Linked DNA regions of Rattus norvegicus: regions 1 and 2 are each linked to region 3. A link is a contact called in public Hi-C data. All regions are on one chromosome and are shown on one strand. The core of a region is the stretch at or near the end of the contact, and the rest is flanking DNA. Distances in the headings are between cores, read along the strand shown. Region 1 overlaps Kif26b (kinesin family member 26B). Region 2 overlaps Kif26b (kinesin family member 26B). Region 3 holds the start of Kif26b (kinesin family member 26B).

Region 1 (4,200 bases), core at 1,555-4,054, 98 kb before region 3:
GGGCAGGAAGACAGGAAGCTCACAAGGCTATGCTGGCCACCAGCTTAGCAATCCAATGAACACAGTGAGAGACCCTGACTTAAGGGAGTAGAGCAGAGAAGGGAGCAGGGCACTCGGTGTCCTCCTCTGCCTGTACACTCGCAGAGAAGCACACCCTCACACTCACATGCTCACACAGCACACGAACACATCACTCTTGCATGCATACACCCCCAAATATAAAAAGAAAGAAAACTAGGGGTGGAGAAATAGGGAGAGTTAGGTCTGAAGTCTTCACCAAATGAACCCGCACCAAAGCAAAGGCCTCCCAAAGTCCCAGCAGCAGCAACTGAGTTCCTGTGAGGGGGAACCGGGGTAAAGCTGCAGAAATAGGAAGGTACGTAGACCCAGACACTCATGAGCCGGGCCACAAGCTAGCACTGCAGGACATTACACTGCCACCCGATCTTCTGGAAATCTCTGGGGGCCATCACAGAAACATCCTTCATCATATCTGCTGTCTTCCATGATCCCATCATCCCTGCCGGAACCATGAGGACTGTAGTTCTAAGGGTCCCGGCAGGTATACAAGCACTCCACAACCAAATCCACACGGTCTCTCCTCAAGGTCTCTGCCTCATGTTGTCAGGTCAATAAAATGTACCACATGCACCACACAGACAGCACGGCCGGTAAAGTGTTTCTGTGCAAGCCTGAGGGCAAGAGGTCAATCCCCAGGACCTACCAATGAGGGACCTGCATAGTGAGTGGTTCCTGTTGGTAGCACCAGTGCTGGGGACACAGACAGCAGAGCCGAAGACTGACTGGCCAGCCAGCCTAATGCCAGACTGAGAGACTCTTCCTCAAACAAAACAAAACAAAGTGGAGAGCACTGGCTGCTCTCGCAGAGGAACCAGGCTCAGTTCCCAGCACCCCATGAAGGCTCACAGCCTCCTGTAACTCCAGGGAAAGGGGGATCTGACACCCTCTTCTTACCTGCTCTGCACCGGGCTTACATGTGATGTACATACATGCATGCATGCATGCATACATACATACATGCATGCATGCATACATACTTGCAGGTAAAACATTCATACACATAAAAATAATTAAATTAATAAATTGAAAAAAGAGGTGGATGATATCTAAAGAATAATTCTTGATATTGATCTCCATATACACATACATCCACATGTGTACACATACAGCCCCATATATGCACATGCACCTACATATGTGCGCATGCACACACATACACACACACACACACACACACACACACACACATACACACACACAGGACCACATAAAGATCCTTGTTACTAAAGCACAAGTGTAAAAGGCATTCTTATAAAGCCTAAACGGTCACTATGATATAGCTAGGGAAGGACAATGGTGCCGAGTGCCACCCAAAGAGATGGGTAATGCTGAAACTTCACACTAGGCTGAGCTGTCTTTTTCCAGAAGGCATATTGGGGTGACCATACGTGTTCTGGAGGTGGATCCAGAAGATAGAGTCTCAGATCTGGCATTGTCCAAAGTCTGCTGGGCAGCCTTGCCCTCATCACTTAACTTCTCTGTGCCTCTGTTTCCCCCATGACAAGCTGCTCAGCTCCTCCACAGAACTGCTACAAAGACTGAGAGGGGCCAGGGGTGTGGTTCAGTTAAGGCAGCTCATTTCCAGCATGCAGGAAGCCTGGGTTTGGTTCCCAGCATTACATTAAAAAGTACAGTGGCACAACCCGATATCCCGGCGCTTGGGCAGCAAGAGCAGAAGAATCAAAAGTTCAAGGTCAGCCTCAGCCACTAGCAAGTTCAAGGTCAGCCTGGAATAAACAAGATCCTCTTAAAACATTGTTTTCTGAAGGTGTGTGTGTGTGTGTGTGTGTGTGTGTGTGTGTGTGTGTGTGTGTTCAGATCCACGTAAGTAAACATGCATATGGAAGCCAGAAGTCAATATTGGGAATCTTTCTCAATCTCCATCCACTCTATATTTTGAGATGAGGTCTCACTGAACCTGGAACTCTTGAATACAGCTAGTCTGGATAGCCAGTAATCTGCCTTTCTCTCCTGCAATGACATGGCAAGCATGCATGGAACAACCCAGGTCCCCCTCCTCCCCCATGGGTGCTGGGAACTGAACTGGGTTGTTCGTGCTCACACGGCAGGTTCTTTGCTAAGTATCTTCCAACCCCTAAAAGATTTTTTTTATATAAAGAGCATTTTGAAAATCCGTTTGTAAGTCTATCTATATTTCTTTTCATTACAGTCTTCCTAGTGGAGTTTTTCTTGAATTATACATTAAAATTAACTTGATTCCTTATGAAAATTTCATCTGATGATAGGATGCCAGACAGAGAAGGGAGAGCCAGTCTAGCATCAGGACCGCTCATATTGAATGGATGATCCCAACTTGGAGGGGAAAAAAAATCAGAACTGAATATAAGCACATAAGGTTCACCATTCATAGGACCAGCCCTGCTGCAGAAAATTTTTTAAAAAATGAGAAAGAATTAAAAACCAGGCTTTCCTATGCTGGTTAATGTCTGGGCAGGCATTCAGGGCTGGTAGGTAGCTTTGCTGCAGAAATAAAGAGGAAAGGAAGGGGACACTGTGGCCATTCACACGATGCCACAGGCACGAGTGCTAAGCTCCAAGGCTGGGGAGGCAGGGAGTTGGGGAGGAACACAAACAGGTTTCATAAGCAATCCCAAGTCACCGTTGTGAAAGCCACATAAAATGCCATCTGGCCTGCTGGATGGAGTGGAACGTTAGGCAGAGGCAGCCTTCCAGTACGCATGTTCTCATTTCTCTGAGAGAACAGTGTACTCTCCCTACCAATCAGCTGTGAGAGTCACCCCGTCCTGGACCAGCGTTCACCCTCACCAGGACGGCTCCAAGCACCGAGGGCCGGGGAAGGAAGCAACCGGAAGGGCACGGGACACCTGTGCAGGCCCGACTACCTCTGGCTCTGAGCACAGTCGGTGCCGTGGGGAAGGACTCTGTGCGGGTGAGCTTTTTCATCTCCGCTCAGTTTTTATAGGCACAGCTGACAATGCTCTATTCTATAAACTAATGTGGATGTGTGAGACAAAACGTTACATACCACAAAATTTGCCAACATCATCATTTTAGAGCACGCAGTTCAGTAGCACTCGTACAGTTAATGTTCTTTAATCACCACCAAGAACCACGGCAGACATTTTTGTCTTCCCAACTTGAAACGCTAACCACTCACCCTCCACCTCCCAGACTCATGACCACTATTCCTGACTCTTTCTTTACAAAGGAGTCTCTCAGCTAAGTGGGATCCTGTGGTGTTTATTCTTTTGTGTTTGATCAAGGTCTTGGAGATTCATCCACACCACAGGTGTCAGAGTTGCCTTCTTTTAAAAACACTGAGCGACGTTCCTTTGTATGTACCTAGGGCACGCTGTTCAACCATTCACCTGGCAGTGGGCTGCAGAGACTAGGGTTTACACAGTAAATGAACGTAAGGTGGACATTTGGCACTAATGTTCCCAGGCCACCAGAAGTCTGCCCCAGTGGCGACCGTCCCACCTCCCAGCCATGGGGCTATGCGTTCAAGAAGAGCGGGAACCAGAGCCTCGCTTAACCGTGTACCGCTCTCACTGAGGGGGGCGATGCCATGAGGCAGGGATTCATAATGTCTGATAAAGGAGTAACTTGGGAGTGGCGTTCTTCTAATGCAAATTATCCCACAGCTGTTCAAAAGATCTCATTCTTAAAGAAGATTTGTTACTGCTGCTGCCGCCGCCGCGCTGTGGTGAGTCTAATTTTTGAAAGCAACACCTATTTTATCAGCCATCGAAAAAGACAGTGCATGGCGGTAGGACGGCTAACAATGCACACTGCTGGCAAGGCACATACTCGTCATCCCAGTGCGACACCAGGCCTACCTAACATAAATAAAATAAAATAAAATAAAATAAAATAAAATAAATAAAACAAAGGAATAATGAACGTGAAGTCAGAAGACAAGAGCTCCTGTCTCAGCTTCCTAGCTGTGCTGTGACTTTAATGACGTCACTCAGCCTCTCTGAACTTATTTCATTTCCTTTCAAATAAAACATTAAAAATCATGTGAGCCAACTGCATCTTCGTTATACACACATAAAAGGAACATGTGCTATGCTGAAGTTTCTTTCTTTTTTTCTTTTCTTTCTTCGTTTTATTTTTTCAGTTTTTTGTGACATG
Region 2 (4,672 bases), core at 994-3,493, 76 kb before region 3:
CACCTCAGCCGTCCCTGGTCTTTTCTTCAGTCAGCCGGACACTTGATTTGATTGGTGGCTGCCCCTCTGCTCCTTCCAATAGGGACTCAGGTGTACATACTACATACGAGGAAAATGAGACTCTCTGAAGACACGTGCACAAGCACACCAATCTGCCTGTCAGCTCGGGAATCAGTACTAACTAACACCCAGACCCACCTGCAGTAGCTCTCGCCCCAGTGCAGACAGGATATTTCAAACGTGTTCCCAGCACTTCCCATTAGTCAGAGGAGCATAGGAAATGCTACTCTGACAAGAGATGCCACTGATGTCAGATCCAGAGTGCAGACCTTAGACTTTGTGTGTCAAGAACCCCTCTCCCCACTCCAAAAAATGTCAAGAGTGGACATCTCCAACCGCCTCCATTGGCCAAGCAGTCATCAGCACACATCAATGAAGAACTATGTTCACTGTTCTGTGCTGGGGCTGTGCACAGACGGAGGGTAAGAGTCCAGGCTACACACTCATCCCACACAGACGAGATACAGGGGAAATGATAAAACCCAGACACTTGCATGACATTTCCATTCAGCAAAAGAAACCCAGTGTGTGTGAAGAGCCTCCCTCGTCCTGCCACTCAAAGGAAGGGAATTCCAGCCATGAGTGAGAGCGGAGCACAGCCTCACGATGAAAACTCAGAATGGCCAATATTACCAACACATATGGACTAAGCAGGCTGTTTCTATATATTTTGGGATAGACAGACAGACAGACATTCAGACTACAAATCACACACCAAAAAAAAGAAGTCATGAATTTGAATGACAGCAAAGTTGGTGTACATGGGGGGAGCTGGAGGAAGAAAGGAGAAAAGGAAATAATAAATTATGATCTCAGAAAAATAAAAATTAATTTTTATAAATGCCTACTGCTTGGAAAGCATCACAGGGGGTGGGGTATTTCCTCCGGTCCCTAGAGAGTACCTAATAGTATCCTTTTCTCTCTGGAATAACAGAGAGGTGAGGAGACTTATTCTGGGGCACACAGGAAGTGACCACAAAAGCTAATGACGCCCCAGCTCCTGCCCTGGACATCACCACCTCTGAGATGCACTATCCCAGATCCCATTCTGCTCTTTTTCAACATCAAGTCCTCTCTGGTCTGCAGGCTGAGCTCTTAAGGCCTTGCATGGGGAGCATGAAGAGGGAGCAGGCAGAGTCCAGGGGGAGGATCTGCTGTCTCATAAGGAACCTCACCAAGAATGTACCCTATTTCTCACCTCACCAACCTCCTACCCCAACACACTGTGCCTCAGCTCTGCCAACCATCCCGGGCACCCAATAGGGAAGCCTCTCTGAAACATCTGGTCTTGTTGCAACTCGAAAGACGAATGTTTCTCAGTGCAACGGGAAACTTAGTGACATGTTCCCAGGGATAAGAGGTAGGGAGCCCCCCCCTCCCCAGCCCCTGCCCTTGCTGACCACTTACAACCAGACCCATCCCCCATTTTTACCATTCAAACATGTTCAATTTTTGGGGCTTCGTGACTGCTACTGACCTGATCAGGGTACTGACATTCACAGGAACAGACCCCAGCAACCCTGCCAGTAACTAAGGCCTGTGCATCCTGGTGATGGGGCACTGGCCCTCACTGTCTGCAGGGAAATGAAGGAGGCAGTCCACGGGCGCCAGAGAGAGGACTTTTGAAGTCGTGTGTCAACTGTACACCCATCAGATGGGCAGTGACACAAGCAGATAGGCAAATAGCAGAAGTGAGCTGAGGGGCTCAGAAGTTACTCTCCAGTATGTACAAATCCAGATTTTAAAAACACAAAAAACAAAACAGGAAACGATCTTAAGAAATTATCCTCTCCAACATGTCGTCTTTCAGTGGCAAGCAGAATGTGGCTCAGGGCAACTATGAGATGTCAGTGCCCCATACAGTTATTCTGGCACAGCCTGAGGTCTTGTGACCCACTACAGATTCAGTCACTTCACGGGTTGCCCTCATCCTCAGGCTGAGCCGGTTCTGCACCCAGGGGCTGTCACAGCAACGTGATGGGCGCTTACCTGTTGCATAACATGCAGGGCACCTGTGATTCCCAGGTGTCCTGGCTTTACTTTCCTGCCAACTGGCTAAGCGGGGTGCCAAATGGGAAAGCGGGTTCACACAGAGGGAAACAGGAGCACAGACAGGTTAGGTAACCTCCCAGTCTCAGGGTGAGTCAGCAGCCGGCACCCTTGGCCTGTGCAGTATGGCCGCTTGTCATCGCCCCCACCCACGGGCCCTGCCTGCTCTGATCTCATGCTGTCCCTCATGGCCTGCTCCTGGAGTTGCCGTGCCACTGTTATCCTTGGCACATACCAGCGTATTGTTACCTAAGGCCCCAGGTCAGATGCCATGAGAAGACACTTGGAACAAGACACCACGGTGCCAGAGAGAGCAGGTGGAATCTGGCGGGCTGCCAGCTGCTAATCGCATCAGACTTTCACTGTAACTTCTCCCCATTTTACGGCTCCCGTTTGTTTGCTGCCTCTTTTCTCTGGGATGGTGGAGAAAGAGCTTTGATCCTGATCCAAAGCCAACACCAGGGTTTGCCCATGGGGGAGCACAGGAAGCTGGACGAGCAATTCAGGTTAGGACGGAGCCCCAGCTTCAGCTCTCAAAATGCCCAGAGACTCCCCGCGTACAGATATTGTTGGTCTTGGAAGCTATGCTTCACCAGAATGGGTAGCTGAGTGTGTTGTTGATTTCTCATACATGGTCGTGCCTCCAGGGGTGGAAGACAGTCAGGCTCTGTGACTGCATATATATATTTGTGTGTGTGTGTGTGTGTGTGTGTGTGTGTGTGTGTGTGTGTGTGTGTGTGCGCGTGCATACTAGGACTTTGTACATGGGTGTTCAATAAACCCCAAGGCTCATGGTCCTGGTGGGAAATGACCAGGGACCAGGGGTAGGAGGTGGCAGATGAGGAATAGTCTAGAACAGTGTGTCCTGTCAATCTCCCATCATGACTCACTTCCAAAGACACCCAATTCTGCTCTCAGTCTCTGCCAACCTCCACTCACATACTTCCAGGCACCAGGAAGCTCATTTCTCACACACTTGGACGATGTGCCCACAGAGAGAAACTCAAAAAGAACGAGAATTCCAGAGACAGTGAAGGGGAGCTGTGCAGGTCTCTCCCCACCCTCTGAAAGGTGTCCTGAGATAGTCCCCCATGTGCTTCCTGGAGATGGGGGTATAATCTGTCACTCCCATACAGGTGCTATCAAGAGCCAATCACGTTCCCCAAGGTGCAGAAAGTGAGAGAGGCTGACATCAGCACCACAGCCCATGATAACGCAACCTGGATTCGGTTTCCTCGGCTGGACCGGTGGGAGGTGAAGTTCCCTTCAGACTGTAACATTCCGTGTCTGCCTCCAAGTGTCCTGAGGGGTGCATACGTCAGCTTCATGCCTGCTTGCTAGGGCTGTATATCTGGGAGGAGGCATTTCCAGTCCTGCAGGCTGCCTAGAACAGTGGGACAGGTAGGAGAGGGTGCCAGGTAGTTGGACATCGAGAGCTGAAAGAAGTAAAATCTCCCCTTCGTGTGGCTCGAAGTGACTGTGAAGGGAGGACTGTGACCGTTCGCCCATTCAGAGTTTCATGAACAAAGGGGCAGTGTGAGATCTCTGTGGCTAGCAACTTCTCTTCTATCTTAATTCAAGCTTTTTTCATACGATATATTTTGATCATGGGTTCCCCCTCCCCATAACTCTTCTCACAACCACCTCTCTAATCCCTTCCCACCTAACCTACCTCGTATTCATTCTCTCTCTCTCTCTCTCTCTCTCTCTCTCTCTCTCTCACACACACACACACACACCCAATAACAAAAAAATGTCAAAGCAAAACAAAGTGATACAAAAAACACATAGACACACAGACACACACAGAGACAGACAGACAGACAGACAGACAGACACACACACACACACACACACACACACACACACATGCCAGCTACTTCTTAGCATGCAGCCTTCCCTGAGATGCGGCTGAGATACCCATTGACACTCCATCGGAGAAAACTAATTTTCCCTTCGCCAGCAGGTATGTGTCTAAGAATTTCAAAATTACTATCTGCCAGGAAGACGAAGACGACGATATTTTTTGAGGAAATAATGTGCTTTAGATGTGAGATCTGCGGCTGCCTTCCAGGCCTCTTCTTTTTAAACTGTTGGAATAAAGGAATCTCAACAGAAGACAAATTGCTGTTCCTAAGAGAGGCAGTGCTGGCTCAGGCCCAGAGTCACGGGGTTGGTCAGTCAGATGCGGGCAGCGGGCAGTGACAGGGCATGCAGTCAGACTGCGCTGTAAGTACATGTGTGATATGTAGCGGTTCAATGTGAGAAATAGCAGATGGAGATCATGGAGAGCTATTTCTTCCATCATTATCCTCATCCTCAACATCATCGTCATCCTCATCCTCATCCTCGTTGTCATCATCCTTGCTGTCGTCATCATCATCACTGAAGATTGAGATCAGAGGCTTGCACACACTAAAAACATGCCCTGGCACTGAGTCACAACCTGGGGCTTGGGGACTGCCATTTAAAATGAGAAGTCACAAGCCTAATCACATGTCTGAATTCAGTGTGAAAGGGTTTCACACTGTTCCAGTCAGGAAACTCCATGAGAGACTCTAGA
Region 3 (4,224 bases), core at 429-2,928:
GGCAGCAGCAGCTTGAGAGCCTGCCTCTTCAGCTCCACCAAGCGGGCGTTACAGTTCTCGCACCAGACGCCCCGGTCGGAGCCGGGGGAGGAGCCGCCGCCGCTGCCCGAGCCAGGGGAGCCGGTGCCGAAGCCCGGCGAGCCGCCCAGGGAGCCCGGCGAGCTGGTACCGATGCCCGGAGACGCCGGTCCTGGAGAGCCGGTGAAGGAGCTCGGGGACGAAGTGCCCGAACCCGGGGACGGAGTACCCGAAGAGCCCAGCGCAGAACCTGCTCCCTCCGGGGTGGGTCGGCTCCCGGCGCGCGACTCCTCGTAAGCCTTGCGGTACCAGCTCTCAGGAGAGAAGGGCGCAGAGGGCTTGGTGGGCGAGCACATTTCATTCACCTGCGGAAGAGACACGCGGCGTCAGGCCCTGCAGGGCCACCGGTCCCCGGCGCTGAGGCGGGGAGGGGGATGGCCGCCGTCCTGCTCTCACTGATGCGAACCTGCCCTCCATCTATGTCCATCCTTCAAGTGACCAATCCTTAAGGGAGTCCTGTCCCATCCACCCTCGCCAGAGTGACCGCGCGTAGGTCCCCCACCATTCCTCCTGGGGTCAGCAGAAGAGCTTGTGGGGTATGGGTATCCTGCAGCTTCTGCGAGAACACCCAGAAAATCAGCGCACCACTCTTTCAAACCCGGTACCTACCCCAGCAAGGGTCTAGGTACACAGTACTAGAACACCCTATCCCAGGTGTGGGTGACTGTGACTTCTGGATGTTTACTCATTGAGGGCACACACACACACACACACACACACACACACACACACACACACACACACCCGGTGCCGCAGGTAATCAAAGGGGCTCCCCGCTCCGGAGCAGCGATCCGAGGGAACCGCAGAGGAATTCCTGGGAAACACTCCCCCTCGGCTTAACTCTGCCTGCAAGTCCCGAAATACTGCAAAAGTTAAGGGTGTGAGGAAAGGGAGGAAACGAGGGCCGAAGACATTCCGGTAGCCAGGCGAGCTGCAGACCCGCCTCCACGCACGCACGGCCCCGCCGGCCGTGGAGACGCCGGTGCACCGGAGAGCTGGGGACCCTGCATCCGCCGCTGGCTCCCGGGAAGCAGAGGACACCCGCCCAAATGAGTCCCTGGGAACCTATCTCCGCGTGGACGCGACCACAACTTACCCCGTATTTCTTGCCCCTGGTGGAGACCGCGAGCCTCTCTTTATTTCCAGCTACCGAATTCATGGTGGCTCTTCCAGAGGAAAGGGTCTAAATGCTCCCACAAGGCTACATCCAAAAGGTCTGCCAACCCAGAAGGCGTCCCCCCTCGTGGTAGGGGTTGGTCGTCAAGTCAAGGTTTCTTAATGGGGGCTTGGGAAGAATAAAAGCAAATGGACCCCAGAAGTGATAGCACCAATTTGCAGGAAGGGTTGGAGCGGCTGGTGGTTCTCAAATAATGGGTCTTCTCATCCCTCTGCCTCCTCCAGCCACGCGTCCTCTCTTCGCGGTCACATCCAGATCGCTAGCATTTTCCTCCGCCCGGCCGGCGCGTTCTCCTTTAGCGGGGCCGACAGGAGGAGGACGAGAAGGCGGCGAGGACGCAGGGCGGCTGCAGGGAAGGTGGGCGAGCCCTCTCCGAGCCGAGCCGGCGGTGGGAACTTGCCTCCTTCCCCGAGCTCGCTAACTGAGTTCAAAGAAATTCTCCCAAAATATAAGGATCCAGACTCGGGGAGGAGCCTCGGCGTGTCGCCGAGCCAATATGCGCCGTCCCGTTTTCTCTTGACAGTTGCGCGCAGGGCAGGGAGAGGGCGGCTGTGCGCGGCCGGAGAGCAGCCCGCGGTCAGGACGCCTGTGTGCGTCCGGGCGCAGCGCGGAGCCTAGGGAACCTCGGTCCCGCCGCCTCGGAGCCCGCCCGGCCGCCGCCGCCGCCGCCGCCGCCTCGCCGGCCGCGATCCATTTACAGCGCGGCGCTCGGGCCTGGCATCGCCAGGCGCAGCCCGGGCGGGGGTGGGGTCGTAAATCTGACTCCAGGCGGGGAAGTTGCTGGCTAGGGGCCCGCGGCCGGGGGCTCCGGTGCTACCCACCACCGGAGCCTGTAGCTCGGAGCCGGCCGAGCTGCGCCGAGACGCAGCGCCCGGGCCTTCCCGCCCCCCTCCCCGGGAGCTGGTCTCTTCCTGGCAAGGCTTGCAGGTCTGCCTTTGAAAAGCCGTGCAAACGGATTGAGTCACAAACAAGTCCGCAAACAGGCCGGGGCCAACCCCCCGCCCTTTGTTCTCCCAGACCTGCCTGGTAAACCTTGCCTTGATTCGCCCTCCTAGCCCCAGCGGGCCAGGGGACCCTCCTCCCCTGGACCCCGATTTGAGCACCCGGAGCCTTGAGCACCCCGCCCGCCCACCGGCCCAAGGCCCTGTTAATGATGGGGAAACCTCCCGAGACCCACGCAGGTGAGCCAGGGACCCAGCCTGCCGCTACTAGACTGGGGAAACTGAGGGATCGGCCGCGCCACGCGCGCGCGGGAGGACTGCGCGGGCCTGGAGAGGGGGTGTGGCGCGAGCTGCTCGGCCTCGGAGGCGGGGATCCGTCCTCTCGTCCCCTTGCACGATTGCCTGACAGCACCCGGACCTGTGGGATCTCCAGAGCACCCAGCTGTCGCCCGCTGTCTGATTCCCGTCCCCCCACGCACACCCCCACCCCGCGCAGAGCCCCGGAGCGCAGGAAGCCGGCGTACGCCGGGCTCCACACGTGGCTGCTCCGGGGTGTCATTTTTCATTTCCCGGGAGGACATTTCTTCTGGTGAGCCGGCAGGTCTATTTTGTTGTGACCTTTAATTAACACCCCGCGAGACGCCTCCTGCAGGGCCAGCCGGGCGCAGAGATCACGTGTGGTGTAATGGCATCTGGGTACCCCGGAAAGACCTGGCCTGGGGCTAGGCGGGGGCAGGAGGACATTTCAGGCTTCCCTAGTCGCTGTCTTCCTTCGACATATAAACGAGGAAGGAGGGGGTAGAAGACAACAATTGGGGTGCTGGAACCCGGGGCAACGCCCCCCATCCTGTCTTCCTGTGGGAACCTTCGGCGCCTCCCGGGCACCGCCATCCCCGCCCAGCGCCCTCTGCAGCCCGTGCACCCGGGATATTTCGTAGCCTCCAAAGCGAGGCGAGAAGGTCAAAATGAAGATGTTGAGAACACTGTGGAAGTTTCCATTACGTTCCTACTTCCAATTTCAACGCGATCATATCTGCCGAAGACCTTAGGGGGACGGTAGCCTCCAGGCAGCCCACGCCGGCTGCAGCCGCATCTGTATTCTGCCTAGGTGCCGCAGAAAATATCGTCGCCATTAGCTACGCGCGGCTTATCAGCCTCAAAGCAGCATGTGGCCAGGTGAAATGGACGAGCCCGTAAAGCCCGAAGTGGGAAAGGTGGGGTGTCGAAGGGGGAGAGCCATCGCGGAGCTGCGCGATTCGTCCTGAAGAATGATGAGCCCAGAGATCTGATGTGCATCTCAAAGTAGCTGCCTCCCCCGCGTTTGATGGGCTCGGAGCGCCCTCTGTTGGTGAAATTTTATAGATGGCGGCTCCTCAAGAGAGTTAGTTGGTGTAAAATCTACATACAGTGAAATGCATAAAATTTAAGTGTAAAATTCCATGAGTTTCTATAAATAAATGCATATATAATCAAATATATGCATACATAATCAAATATGTATATATGCAATCTTGCATAGTCCACTACCAAATTAAGATGTAAATTTTTCTCACTGAAAAACGCCCCCTTTCCCAGTCAGAACCCACCCCACATTAACAATTAGCAATCACCGTTCCGACTCACATCACATCACCGTAAATCAGTTTTGACTGACCTTGATGGCGTTTTTTCGTTTGTTTGTTTGCTCTTTTTATGTCTAGAGAATCCGAACGTCTTTTGTGTTTGGCTTGACATGGTTTGGGGTTTCCTGTTACTGTTTCCATGGGTCTGTTTCCTATTTTGCTGTCTTACATTCCTCCCCTCCCGCTTGCCTTTATTGTTAATTGAATAATGTCTTCATATTCTCTGGTCCTTTGACTGCGTTCCTAGCTCTAATGACTCTCATATGAATCTTTTTGATTCAGCCTGGACCCTTCAGAGGTAGCATGGCAGACTTCACTAAAATGTACACTTTGGGCAGGCTCAAGTCCATTTTACCTCTGTCCTTTGAGCTAATGATTTAAATCTACTCGTTAAAAAGCCTCAATA

The links. Hi-C and Micro-C count contacts between places; a contact is called where the count stands out from the background.
Region 1: a Hi-C map of frontal cortex shows a contact between it and region 3, with 1.6 times the contacts expected there. The contact joins the enhancer-like site here to the promoter of Kif26b in region 3. A contact is called at or near these places in 2 of 12 Hi-C or Micro-C datasets (frontal cortex and liver).
Region 2: a Hi-C map of mammary epithelial cells shows a contact between it and region 3, with 2.5 times the contacts expected there. The contact joins the enhancer-like site here to the promoter of Kif26b in region 3.

What each region holds. Positions count from the first base shown.
Region 1 is chr13:92,912,360-92,916,559 of GRCr8, reverse strand. All of the region lies in intron 2 of Kif26b (kinesin family member 26B), which reads right to left. Among named protein-coding and RNA genes, the nearest start is that of Kif26b, 99 kb to the right of the region's middle. Within about 2 kb of position 2,804, at least 15 of the 93 cell types and tissues checked have an H3K27ac peak or open chromatin away from gene starts, as enhancers often do.
Region 2 is chr13:92,888,727-92,893,398 of GRCr8, reverse strand. The region is part of intron 2 of Kif26b (kinesin family member 26B); the gene reads right to left. Among named protein-coding and RNA genes, the nearest start is that of Kif26b, 76 kb to the right of the region's middle. Within about 2 kb of position 2,243, at least 17 of the 93 cell types and tissues checked have an H3K27ac peak or open chromatin away from gene starts, as enhancers often do.
Region 3 is chr13:92,812,881-92,817,104 of GRCr8, reverse strand. Kif26b (kinesin family member 26B) reads right to left here and starts at 1,678. Exons shown (of 15, transcript NM_001109079.2): 1 at 1,175-1,678; 2 at 1-383. The coding sequence starts at 1,237.